Linked DNA regions of Gossypium hirsutum: region 1 is linked to region 2. Evidence: chromatin contacts called from public Hi-C data. All regions are on one chromosome and are shown on one strand. The core of a region is the stretch at or near the end of the contact, and the rest is flanking DNA. Distances in the headings are between cores, read along the strand shown.

The links. A called contact is a pair of places that touch in the nucleus more often than the background predicts.
Region 1: a Hi-C map of leaf shows a contact between it and region 2, with 2.1 times the contacts expected there. The contact joins the promoter of LOC107907024 here to the promoter of LOC121220348 in region 2. A contact is called at or near these places in 4 of 34 Hi-C or Micro-C datasets (all in leaf).

The regions. Positions count from the first base shown.
Region 1 is chrD08:47,817,105-47,823,076 of Gossypium_hirsutum_v2.1, reverse strand. It overlaps LOC107907024 (transcription factor MYB61), which reads right to left and starts at 2,083. Exons shown (of 3, transcript XM_016834218.2): 1 at 1,545-2,083; 2 at 1,334-1,463; 3 at 1-1,231. The coding sequence starts at 1,677. The coding sequence ends at 268.
Region 2 is chrD08:47,642,496-47,649,354 of Gossypium_hirsutum_v2.1, reverse strand. It overlaps LOC121220348, which reads left to right and starts at 1,908. Exons shown (of 1, transcript XM_041100038.1): 1 at 1,908-2,702. The coding sequence starts at 1,908. The coding sequence ends at 2,702.

The DNA.
Region 1 (5,972 bases), core at 834-3,333, 170 kb before region 2:
AATTGCAACATTCTAATACACAAATATGGCCATATGCAACCAGGCAATGAAGAGTAAAAAGACACTAAAACAAGCCTTATTCTGCAGTTCTACCTCACACCCACACAAAAGAATGGACGAAAAAGCTTACAATATGATTTTTTTTTTTTTTTGCTCACAAATAGTCCAAAACCAGAGGTGATGAATTTTGTGTATCATACTTATATACACTAGATATGAAGGAAAAAGAAAAACTATGGTACACACCTGATATAAAAAAAGGCAGAGCTAAATATGTCCATAAGCTGTCGTAAGTCTCTGGATATCCTTAGCACACATATCGGAATTTTGTAAACCTTCTTGTTGCTGCTGCGGCTGTTGATTTTGAGGCCACATACTGTTTGATAAACTCTTAGTATTCGTTAAGCAATGTGTTTCCGATTTTATCTCGATATTGTATAAGCTGGATTGTGGTGCTTGATTTTGCAAAGCAGCCGCCATTAATAATGGGTTATTGAGATATTCCGGCCATTTCATTTCGTCGGGTTGGGTTTCCATTAGATGGATTGGAGCTTCTTCTTTCTCTGATGTGCTGCAATCTGCCATTCCCCAAGCGTAACTGTTGTTAACAGTAAAGGAAGGCATTGAAGGAGTGTGAGAGGGAAGTGTGACAGAAGGGTTGAATCCTATAGGAGAGGAAAGGAATGGTGAGGTTGCCAATGGTGGGAGAAGTGTAGACATGGAACTTGAAGAAAACTCAGACTGGGAGAACCAGGGTGAGAGCCTTGGGTTGGTTGATGCGTAGCTCAATTGCTGAACCGGAAAATGAGGCATGAAATCACAAGGCTGGCCGTTGGTAGTGGTGGCTGTGCTTGCGAATCTATCGAGGAACAAGTCTTTGCGGGTTGTAGATGTCATCAGATTGTTGGAGCTGGAACAGCCTTCCATTTCCAACTGATAACCTGGTGCTGGTGCAGTAATTGATGATGTTGGTCTTTGTTCATATAAAGCTGTTCCAGGTTTAAGGTTGTCGGTGTTGAGCTTCAATTCACTAGATGGCCCGGAAACCATGTCCAGGCTGTTTGTGTGTTGACTCTTGTTGTTGTCTTCTCCATTTTCAACCTCAGAGAGTGGCTTGTGAGTGACAGGGTCAATGCCTCTCTGCCTAAGCTTCTTCTTCAAGCAAGAGTTCCATAGGTTTTTAATTTCATTGTCGGTTCTTCCTGGCAATTGCGCAGCTATCTGGGACCACCTGAGGATCCAATTCCAACCAACATATAAAGCAAAGAATGTTTTACTGATTTCTGTAAAAAAAATCAACAGAAATTTAATTCAAATGAGAGAAAGAAAATACCGGTTCCCCAAAACTGCATGAAGTTCGATTATGAGATTCTCTTCTTCTTGTGAGAATGTGCCTCTCTTTAAATCAGGCCTTAAGTAATTAATCCACCTTAATCTGCAGCTCTTTCCACACCTCTGCAGGCCTGCCATGGAAGCGCCAATTCATGAATGTATGATTTAAGGAAGAACACAAACATGAAAAAAGAAAAAGAAGTTGAATTTACCAGCTTGTTTAGGGACAGAGCTCCAGCAACCATGGCCGTACTTTGTAATATGCCTCAACAGCTTCTCATCTTCTTCAGGGGACCAAAGACCTTTCCTTAGCTTCTGCTTGTAACAGCAGGAGTGCCTCCCCATTTTGAGACCATACACTAATTGTAAAGGAGGGAGAGCAAAAGACCTTTCCCAAAACAGAAAACTTTGGTGAATCCTAGGTGAAAATGGTAGCTATGAACATTTGTTTTTGGAATGCTTTGGTAATAAAAAAGAAAATGTAACAGACAAAGAGAGGATTTTGATATAAAAGAAGGGATCGAAAATGAAGTAGCAGCTGTGAAAGGAGTTGAATTTAATATAAAGAGAAAGCTCTCCCCAAGGAAAAGTCGTATTCAATATGGTATTATACTTTCTCACAACCCCACCTTGGTTGATCCAGGGCTAGGTAACTCAATTTCCTTTTTTTTTATTATTAAAAAAAGCAGCTTTAACTTGGAATTTCATCTCAACTAAAACAACCATAAGTTAGTAGACTTAAGGTTGCATATGTCTCTGAGAATTAATGTCTTGTGAAGGGATGGTGGGGGCATTTTTCCTTGTATTATATTGAGATGAAAACAGAAAGTTCTGATTATAATCATGAACTTATAACCCCATGCTTTTAACTTCAACCCTAGTCCACATGGTAAAAGTTTAAGTCAATGGAGACTGATCACAGTAAATTCTGTTTTAACCCCGGCCCCCAAAAGTAAAAACATTGTTGATAGTTGATACTGGTATCAGCTGCTTTCTTTTACCGTACTAGCTTTCTTTTCTTTTGGAATCATAATGGCATTGAAAAGGCTTCATCATTACGTGGAAAGAAAGAAATTATTTTGTTCATTTTCTGAGATTTAACAATGGCTTTCCTGAAACTGATGAATCCCACTAAGTGTTATAAACTTACTCCACAAATACCTTCTTTCCGGATTGTGATATTTGAGACTAGTTCTCATTTGTTTCCCTTTTTCATCCTCTCTCATTAATGGTTTTCTTTGACACGGAAATGACCCAATTCAGAAACAGATGAAAAAAAGCATGCTGTCTTTCATCTATATTTTATACATACGTTTGTATTTTACCTGCGAACACATTCCCAGTAACACAAACTGCAACTATATTAGACCAAAAGAAAAGGCAACACCCAAATTTTGTTACAAATTCATAACTACAATTCAACTCTTTTTACTGACATTGGTAAATAAAATTAAAAAAATCACTATTTCCAGGCCACCCCCACCACTTTTGTACATGTTTCTGACCTTACTGCATCACCCTTTCTCCAATCACTACTGTTTTTGACAGATTTTGCTATATATTGCCATGTTGTCCTAGTTTCTCACTTCATACTTCACATATATGTATGTGGCCTAATAGTGGTGCTACATTTGAATGCAGAAGGTACACACACTACAAAAACTTCTGGGACCAAAGAAACTGTCAATATCAAACTAATCATGAATCAAAATCCAGCCGTAAGGTTGGACTTTTCAAGATTCAAAGCATTTAGCAGATAAATCATAGGACAACTTTTTCACAAATGCTACTTGTTTATCATAGTTTTTCTAATTAATGCAGCCTTAAACTTGGTTTCTGTGGCATTCCTTTCATTAAACCTACCCCTACGTCTTCCACACAAAATATACAAAGGCTTCTTCAAATATCACCACGTTAGATTTAAATATACATAAATTTGATTAGGGTATTAAACTATATGAAGTTAATTTCTGGAAGAAAACTTATTTAAAATATCAATATGAACATAAAAATTTAAGTACAAAAAATGATTGGGTTTGGAGGTTAATTTTATATTTATCTTTAATGATTAGAAGTTTACAGCATGAGTGCATGACAGACGGAATAATTCCCAGAAACTCAATATTTTAATTCATAGGAAGAGTAAAATATCAATAGTCTGGACCATTTTATATGTAGAGATTTTAATTTAGTGAATTAATCCAGATTTAAACCTTCCTAATCCTTGCTGTTTGCACCCTTTTCTTTAGCCATTTACGACAAAAACGAAATTCAATTGTTTTTTTTTCTAAGAGATTATCAAAATCATGAACAGATAGATTAAACTAAAATTTCCTTTAGTTTTTAATTAAATCAAGCTTATGACTTGAAAGATAACAAGGAATTCCTCAAATTTTTATTCCAAATCATTAGCTGTCCTGGCCATGGCCCGCATTGAAATATGAAACCCATTGGGGGAATCTTGATAAAAAAGATTACAAAGTATTGATCACAGGAGGCAATACAGTACCTTAACATCAATTATACATTGGACCCATTTATAAATAATCGAATTTGACAATTATTTTTAATATATTCATCCATATTCAGCTTTTATTCCCATAATTCTTTTTCTTTATTCCTGGATTTGAATTTGAAAGAGATTATTTTTAATATACTAAATTTACACAATTCGAAGGACTAATAATTGCGTCTGCGCAAGCATAGCGTTAAATTAAATTCATGTAGCAATAATGCCAAATCCTTTATTTTTCTTTTGAAGACAGGTGAAGAAGTTCATGGGAACTTGGGGTTGGACCCATCATTTGAAAGGAAACTGAAGCTTGGGATGAATGGCTGATAAAGACATTGAAAGGGTGTGAAGAGGATGATGGTCTGAGATGGGGTGAGAATCAGTGGATTTTGTGTGCATGCAAAATTTGTCCAGAGAGGAATGGACCCATTTACACACACACCACTACACTGCATCTGCTATGATACGCTATACAAATTAACAGATCACTACGCCATCTTTCTGGGTCCCAAATGTCTCAAAATTATGCAAGGGACACTCTCCTCCAATATCATCATTCCATCCTCACTTTTTTTTAAACCTTACAATATACATATATGTATTGCCCTAATATTTAGTGCATGAGCCTTTTAACCAGGCATTCAATTTTCTTTTTCCATTATAGCCAATTCAACCATTGGTTGAGTGGTAGAAGATTTATTATTAAATTCAGTTAACACCAATCTCGAGTTTTATTCATTGGCCACTTTATTACATATCGTTGAAGCATAAACATTTATGATAAATTGAAAATTAAAAAAAATTGGAATATTTTATATCCTTTTTATAATAATTTAAAATATGATTATAATGTTAAATTTAAAGTTTATTAGGTGTACATAAATTTATAAATTCGTATATTGTTAAATTTTACCTCATGGAATTTACTTTAGTTAAGCATTTCATCTAATTTCTTTTGACTGGGAATAAATCTAAAAGCAAAGGAAGCTCTCATAGAGATAATCGGAGAAGTGCGGGACCGGTAGCCAGCAGGTTATAGCCATAAGTAATGTTCATAGTCATACGTACTCCTCCACCGACAAAATCAAACTATTCTTTTTTTTCTCTTCCATTTTTCCAATCACCAAAAATATCATTGAAACCCATTTTTAATGTTTTAAAATATTATATAGTGTTTTTTTTTCCTTTTAAACGAAGATATTTGTGGTTTTTAGCAAAGTTGAGATTGTTTTTCATCAAGTAATTGATTGGAGTTATAATGAATATTTCTCTACTTGTAGAGGTTTTTATTTTTTTTTAATTTTGTGAATTATCCATCCTAATTTGATTCCGTTTTTGGTTTTCCTATATTTTGATAAAAATAAGCTTTATTTTATGGTTTTTGAAGTTATTTGACAAAATTTCAATATCTTTTCCATAAATATTTTTAAAAATAATAATTTTTCAAAGAATTTTAAATTATTTTCACTATTTTGAAATATAAAAAATTAAATTATATATTAAATAAAAAAACAAAATTCTATTCAATTTTGGGTAACGTTGATTTTTGAACTCGCATTCCATAAATTGTTCAAATACCTCAGTTCAGGTCGGTTTTTGGTTTGATCATTTTTTTTTGCTCAACCCTAATTTCTACATATTGTATCATATACCTTACGTGTAATATCAAATTTGAAGAGTATTTAGGTTTGAGTATAATTTATATTTGAGTTTTCTCTCATATTTATTTTGGTTCTTATTCATATTAAAATTCGAATTGAATCATTTATTAAATTCAATGTTTATAAGAACCTCATGTAATGGTCTGACGGTCAATGATATTCACCGTCTCAGGTGTGGCCTGAATTCAAGCCGCACTAATTACATTTGTTATTTAAATTTTGTCCTATTATTGTAATTCATTAAAAAAATTCGGATTGAGATTAAAAGTATTAGGGTGATGAATGTGTGAAGTTTATATTTAAGAAATGCTAGGTAGTTGATGAGAGTTGTAATAAATGCTGGACACTTTTACTTTATATTAATTAGAGTCGTTTGTTATCCGCACATTTTTTGCAGACTGGCTTACAATTGAAGGAGATATTGATTATGGTAATAAAATAATTGGAAAAAAAATTGTGAAATAAAT
Region 2 (6,859 bases), core at 659-3,158:
AAAAAAAGGCTTAGCTAGAGAGTGAATTTAAATAATTACATAAAAGTGAAGCATGATTGAGTTGGAAATTAAATAACATCCTGTATTATTAAATTAATATGAATAAAATATGCAGACATAAAAAGATTTAAATTACATAACCAATTGGTATATTCATAAAATTTTATTTTTCTAGTACTAATTATTGATCAGTAATTCAAACTAACATAAACCAATCTATTTCCTAGGCATCCTCTACAATAATTGACAGGTAGTAACCCACCCCTAGAATACGCGTGCATTGAGTCAGGCTGATGTAGCCAATGGCAAAGGGGTTTTTGTATTTTGGATAGGAAGCCAATGACAGTTGATGCTTGAAAATGGGGCCATAATATAAGTTAAAAAAAAGAGTCGCATCGCAATCATTATGTTTTGCCAACAAGAGCTTATCCTAGGGCAAATTATAGTGTAAAGCATTGTCTTTTTCTTCCAACAGCAACAGAACTTGAAAGTTAGGTAAAGAATTTCACAAAGGTATTTGATTTTATATGTAGTGGAAGTACTGTGGAGCTAAGGCCAGTGCTTCAAGGCTGGAAAGTTGGTTTCCGACCCTACTACATCACCCCCATTATGCCATCTTTGATTTTGGGCTTCTTCTATGTGCTTCGCTTGGGTTTTTGAGCATTTTTCATAGTATTAAACTATGGGATGGGCCTTCTCTTTTTACTCAAATCTCGATTATCCCAATATCCAAATGGCTTTTACATATATCATCCACACAACACCGCAGATCTGCAATTCCTAACATAGTAAAAGAACCGGAGGTTGCAATAAATGTAGGGAAAGAGGGTAAATACAAAAAAAAAGTAATTACACCAAATTTAGATTCAACTCATATTTGAATTTTTTAAGTTTCATATTTAAAAAAATTATAATATATTAGTATAATATTAATTAGCGAAATTTAAATGATATCTTTAATAACATTTAGACTTAAGGATGTAAAAAGTTCTTAAACTTAAAAAAAAAAACAATTAGGTCCCTTTTTTCTTGCGCTCAATTGGGTACTTAAACTTTCAAAATGCATAAAAAAAACCCTCAGACTTTTTCAAAAAAGTAATTAAGCCCTTACATTTTCTTTACTCAATTGGATACTTGAACTGCCAAAATGAATAAAATAACACCCTTAAACTTTTAATAAAAAAATAATTAAGTCCTTTTTTTTTGCACTCAATTGGGTGCTTGAACTGCCAACTCCCTAGATCTGCCCCTAGCCTTTTTTAATACATTTTAGCAGTTTAAGTACCCAATTGAGTGCAAAAAAACAAGCAGGTGCTTAATTGCTTTTTTTTTTAAAGTTTGAGAGTTTTTTTGATGCATTTTGACAGTTCAAGTACCTAATTGAGTGAAAAAAAGCAGGAGCTTAATTACTTTTTTTTGAAAAAGTCCGAGGGCCTTTTTTATGCATTTTAAAAGTTCAAGTACCTAATTGAATGCAAAAAAAAAGAGCTTAATTGCTTTTTTTTTTTTTAAATTTTGAGAGCTTTTTACACTTTTAAACCTAAAATTTACTAATGTAATTTGATTTTCATTTAATAAAACATAATTAAAATATTTTTATATAAAATCTTAATAGTTTACGGAAAAAAATATTTTAACTAAAATTTATTATTTTTATTTCATTAGGAATAAAACTAACTTTATTAAAATTTAAAAGAAAAAACAAGACTCAACTTAATTTGATCTTAAAAAGTTAACAATCTGAGTCTGCTGCCCTAGCACGCTTAGGTCTGCCGCCGCTGGCACGTTTTTGTTTTTCTTTAATTCGTTTATTTTATGTTTTACTAATTGCCTTCTTCACTTCTAATCTTTTTTCCTGAAATCTGAAAAAGGGGTGTTTGTGTTATTCTGGCAATAAACCTGCAGCCATGGAGAATGAATTAGCACAATTATCGATTAATGAGGAGGAAGAAGAAATATTGCAGATTCAAGCAGATCCGAGTTATCAAAGTGAAGTGGGGGAGTTCCAGCTTGTGGGATGTTTCTTAACAGCAAGTGTTATTCATTTTCCAGCCATGAAAACCACTATGGCAAATTTGTGGCACCCTATTTATGGGGTCCAAATTAGAGATCTGGGTGAAAAAAGGTATTTGTTCCAATTTTATCATAATATGGATATGGAAAGGGTTCTAAAAGGTCTACCATGGACTTTTAATAACCATCTACTATTATTGAATAAGTTGGGGAGAGGCGAAGATCCATTAAAAGTGCCGCTAATATTTACTCCTTTCTGGGTTCAAATCCATGATGTCCCAATTGGATTATTCTCTAAAAAGTTAGCAATCCAACTGGGTAATTTTTTAGGTGTTTTCCTGGAATATGATACTTCAAATCTAGGAAAGGAAAATCGTAATTATATGAGGGTAAGAGTACAGATTGATGTTAGGAAGCCTCTGAAAAAGAAGAAACAGGTTTTATGCATTGGGGTTAGGTCATATGTCAAGTTTAAGTATGAACGGTTATTGCTTTTTTGTTTCTACTGTGGAAGATTGGGGCATAATGATTCATTCTGTGAGATAAAAATGATGACAGGGGCAGATACAGAAGAATTAGGCTGGGATTTATCATTGCGAGCGCAATCTCGAAGAGCCCTTTCAATGAATAGTATATGGCTACGAAAAGAGGAAGAAAGAAAAGGGAAGGGAAGATGGGGGGAGAATTGATCTGAAGAATCAAGACATAGGGATGGAAGTTCAAAAGAACGAGGGGGAAAGATTATTGACCCAATTCTGGGGTTTAGTATTGAAGGAGGGCTGCCGTCTGTAGAATGGCGAGAGAGTAAATTTGGTTCGAGTAAGATAAATATGGCAATGGAACATGATTTAGAAGATGAGACCTTAGTAGGGGAGAAGGGGAAAAATCAAAATAGGGGGAGATGGAAGATCTTTTCAGCAATGCAAAAAGGGATAATACAAGTACAAGAAATAGGAAAATGGTGGAATTCAACCTTTTTATCATCGGCGGCTGCCAAGAGGCAAGCCGACCGGACACAATGAAAATAATAAGCTGGAACGTCCGTGGTTTGGGTCTACGGACGGTTAAAAGACTTCGACAGATGCTGAAGTTACATAATCCCCAAATGGTCTTTTTTGTGGAGACAAAACTAGGAAGACAGCAGATGGAATGAGTTTGTAGAAGATGTGGTTATACGAACGGTATTGAAGTTGATCCAGAAGGTATGAGAGGAGGATTGTGTTTAGCATGGAGGAATGAGGTTGATATAACGCTGAGCAGTTTCTCTAAAAGACACATTGATGTATTCGCTGATGATAATGAAAAAGAATGCAAGTGGAGATTTATAGGTTTCTATGGATCCCCATATATACAGGATCGGAATGAATCATGGGCTGTTCTAAAAAGCCTGACTACTAATAAGGATTTCCCATGGTTTGTTGTTGGTGATTTCAATGAAATTATGTATGGATCCGAAAAGAAATGAGAACTGCTTAGAGATAAGAGGAGAATGGAATTGTTTCGAAGAATACTCGAGGAATGTCAATTGTACGATGTGGGCTATGAAGGCAGCTGGTTTACTTGGGAAAGAGGAAACTTACTGGAGACCAACATACAAGAAAGATTAGATAGAGGAATTGCAAACAAGGAATGGATTAATATGTTTTAAGAGGTAAGAGTTCAGCATTTAACGCACTCATTTTCAGATCATTGTCCACTTCTTATTAACACAAGGAGGCATGAAGAAAGAAGGAGCTACAATTTTAAATTTGAAGCTTGGTGGTCCTTGGAAGAGTCTTTTGACAATGAATTTAAGAGTTTGTAGGAGAACGCATTAGGAGAGCTAGTACAGAAACTGAATTTTTTTGAAAAAAGGATTACAAAGGTGGGTTGAGCAAATCCAAAATGAAAGAAAGAAGACAAAACAGGTTCTCATAAGGAAACTAAAGGAGCTGGCTGAGGAAGAAAGAGACGATAAGACTTTGGAAGAATTGATTGATACGAAAATCAATTTAAATTGAGCTTGAAAAAAAAGAATGCTACTGGGAACAAAGGGCCTGAATCGATTGGATAAGATATGGGGATAGGAACACATCTTTTTTTCATGATAGAGCGTCACAGAAAAGGAGCAAGAACCTCATTCGTAAGCTAAAAAACGAATATGGAAGAGAGATGGGGGACTTGCAAGACATGGAAGGTATAACACGGTCTTACTTCAAGAAGCTATTTTCAACAGAAGGAAGGGGGAGTATGATCGCATATTAAAAGGGATTGAACGGTGTATTCATGAGGAAGACAATCGAAAGTTGGCAACAGTATATACCAAAGAGGAAATTATGGAAGCAATTTTTGCCACGGGACCAACAAAGGCACCAGGAAAAGATGGCTTCCCAGCCCTCTTTTATCAAAAGTGTTGGCAAACAATCGAAGATGATGTTACCACTTTTTGCTTACAGATATTAAACGGCGGTAGGGAGGTAAGTTCAATTAATTCTACAAATATAGTACTTATCCCAAAAATTCCTCATCCATCTAATATGTCACAATTCAGGCCAATTAGCCTATGTAATATTCTCTATAAAATCATTGCAAAGGCTATTGCAAATAGATTGAGTGAAGTTATTGGAAAATGTATTGATGAGACGCAAAGTGCCTTTGTGCCAGGTCGGCTGATTTCAGATAATGTGCTATTAGCCTATGAAATATTGCACAAGTTGAAACAGAAGAGATTGGGGAAAAAAAGGTACATGGCTGTTAAACTTGATATGAGTAAAGGATTTGACAGAGTGGAGTGGGACTTCTTAAACAGGATAATGCTACAGATAAGGTTTGATCAAAGTTGGGTAAATACTATTATGCATTGTGTTACTTCAATTTCTTATTCAGTAATTATCAATGGACATATTAGAGAAAAATTCTGCCCAGCTAGAGGTCTTAGGCAAGGGGATCCACTTAGCCTATTTTTTTCCTCTTATATGGAGAAGGGCTATCTAGCCTGCTAAGACTAGCAACAACCAAGGGTTTTCTAAAAGGAGTAAGGATCAGCAGAAATGGTCTGCAGATATCCCATTTATTTTTTGTTGATGATTGCATTTTGTTTAGAGAAGCAACAAGTAGGGGAGCCAACCTTTTCAAGGACATTCTATGCGAATACAAGTCATGTTCAGGACAGTGTGTAAATTTTGAAAAATCAATTGTTTTTTTTAGTAAGAATACGATGGAGGAGGATAAGAGACAAGTTGTCAATCTTTTGGGGGTACGAAGCTCTAATGAACCAGAATGTTATTTAGGATTGCCTATAATGGTGGGTCGAAAGAAAAAAGAATTTTTCAGAATTTGAAAGACAAACTCAAAAAATGTATTGATAACTGGAGCATTAGGTTATTATCGCAGGGAGGGAAAGAAGTATTCATAAAGGCTGTTCTTCAGGCTATTCCGACTTATACAATGACATGTTTTTTATTACCTAAAGCACTATGTGACGATATGGAGGGTATCATAGCTAAGTTCTGGTGGCAGAAAAGACATGGGAAAAGGGGAATCCATTGGTGCACTTGGAAAAATCTTTGTTCCTTAAAAGAAAACGGTGGATTAGGTTTTAGAAATCTTGCTCAATTTAATGTTTCGTTAGTGGCAAAACAAGGATGACGACTTATTAATAATCCAAATTCTTTATTAGCCAGAGTTATAAAAGCTAAATATTATCCACGTTCTTGTTTTCTTAAGGCAGAGTTGGGGAATTTACCTTCACTCACCTGGTGGAGCATTTGGGCAGCAAAAGGTCTACTCCAAAAGGGATTGTGCTGGAGAGTGGGCAGGGGAGACAATATATCTATTTGGGAGGATAGTTGGATTCAGGGAATCGACAGAGTAGAAGGACAAAGCAGATCACACAATGGGGAAATACAATTAGTTTCGGATCTCATTGATAATTCAAATAGGAAATGGAGGGAGGATCTGATTAATAATACCTTTCAGGGTGAAACAGCTCAGAAAATTTTATAGATGCCGTTAGCTGAGATAGAGCACGAAGACATCCAAGTATGGAAGGGAGAATTATCCGGCGAATTTTCTGTACGTAGCGCCTATAAACTATTACAAGAGGCTACTCTTAATCCTACTGATTATTTATTATAGACCGAAACTAAGGAATTTTACAGGAAATTATGGGGATTACAGATTCCCCCAAAAATTACAATGACTATTTGAAGAATCTCCTGGGATTATATTCCCAATTTTGTTAATCTCAGATGTAGGAAAGTTATTACTAATGAGGAATGCACCCGATGCCGATCCTGGCCTGAAGAAAGTCTCCATGTGTTCCGAGAGTGCCTTATAACAAAAGAAATTTGGATATGTTAGATATGTCCTGGGTCATGGATAACATAAGTCAGAGTCTTTGGGAGTGGCTGACCTGGGTTTTTAAGAAAGGAAATAATGCTCAGTGTCGACTTTTTTGTTATGCTTTATGGTCGATTTGGGTCTCCAGAAACCATTTTATATATGAAAGGAAAAAAAACAGGATGAGTTATAGCACAAAGTATCCAAAGACAAATGGCAGAGATTAAGGGAGTAAGAGAATTGAAGACACATAAAACTATGATCAGAAAGTACAGGGCTCAAGAGGACTTACCAAAAGCAGCGATCCAATTTGACGTAGCATTCGACAAAAGAAGCTTCAATCAGCAACAAGACTGGTAGGGTGGGACCAAAACGGGGATTTTTTGGTGCTTAAGACGGTGATTCATAAGAAGGTCTCTTCCTCGTTTGCAGCAGAGGCGTATGCATGTTTGGAAAGTATTAATCTAGGAATCTCTCTACGAATGCCATCAATCAAAATCATGGGGGAATCCAAAACAGTCATCAA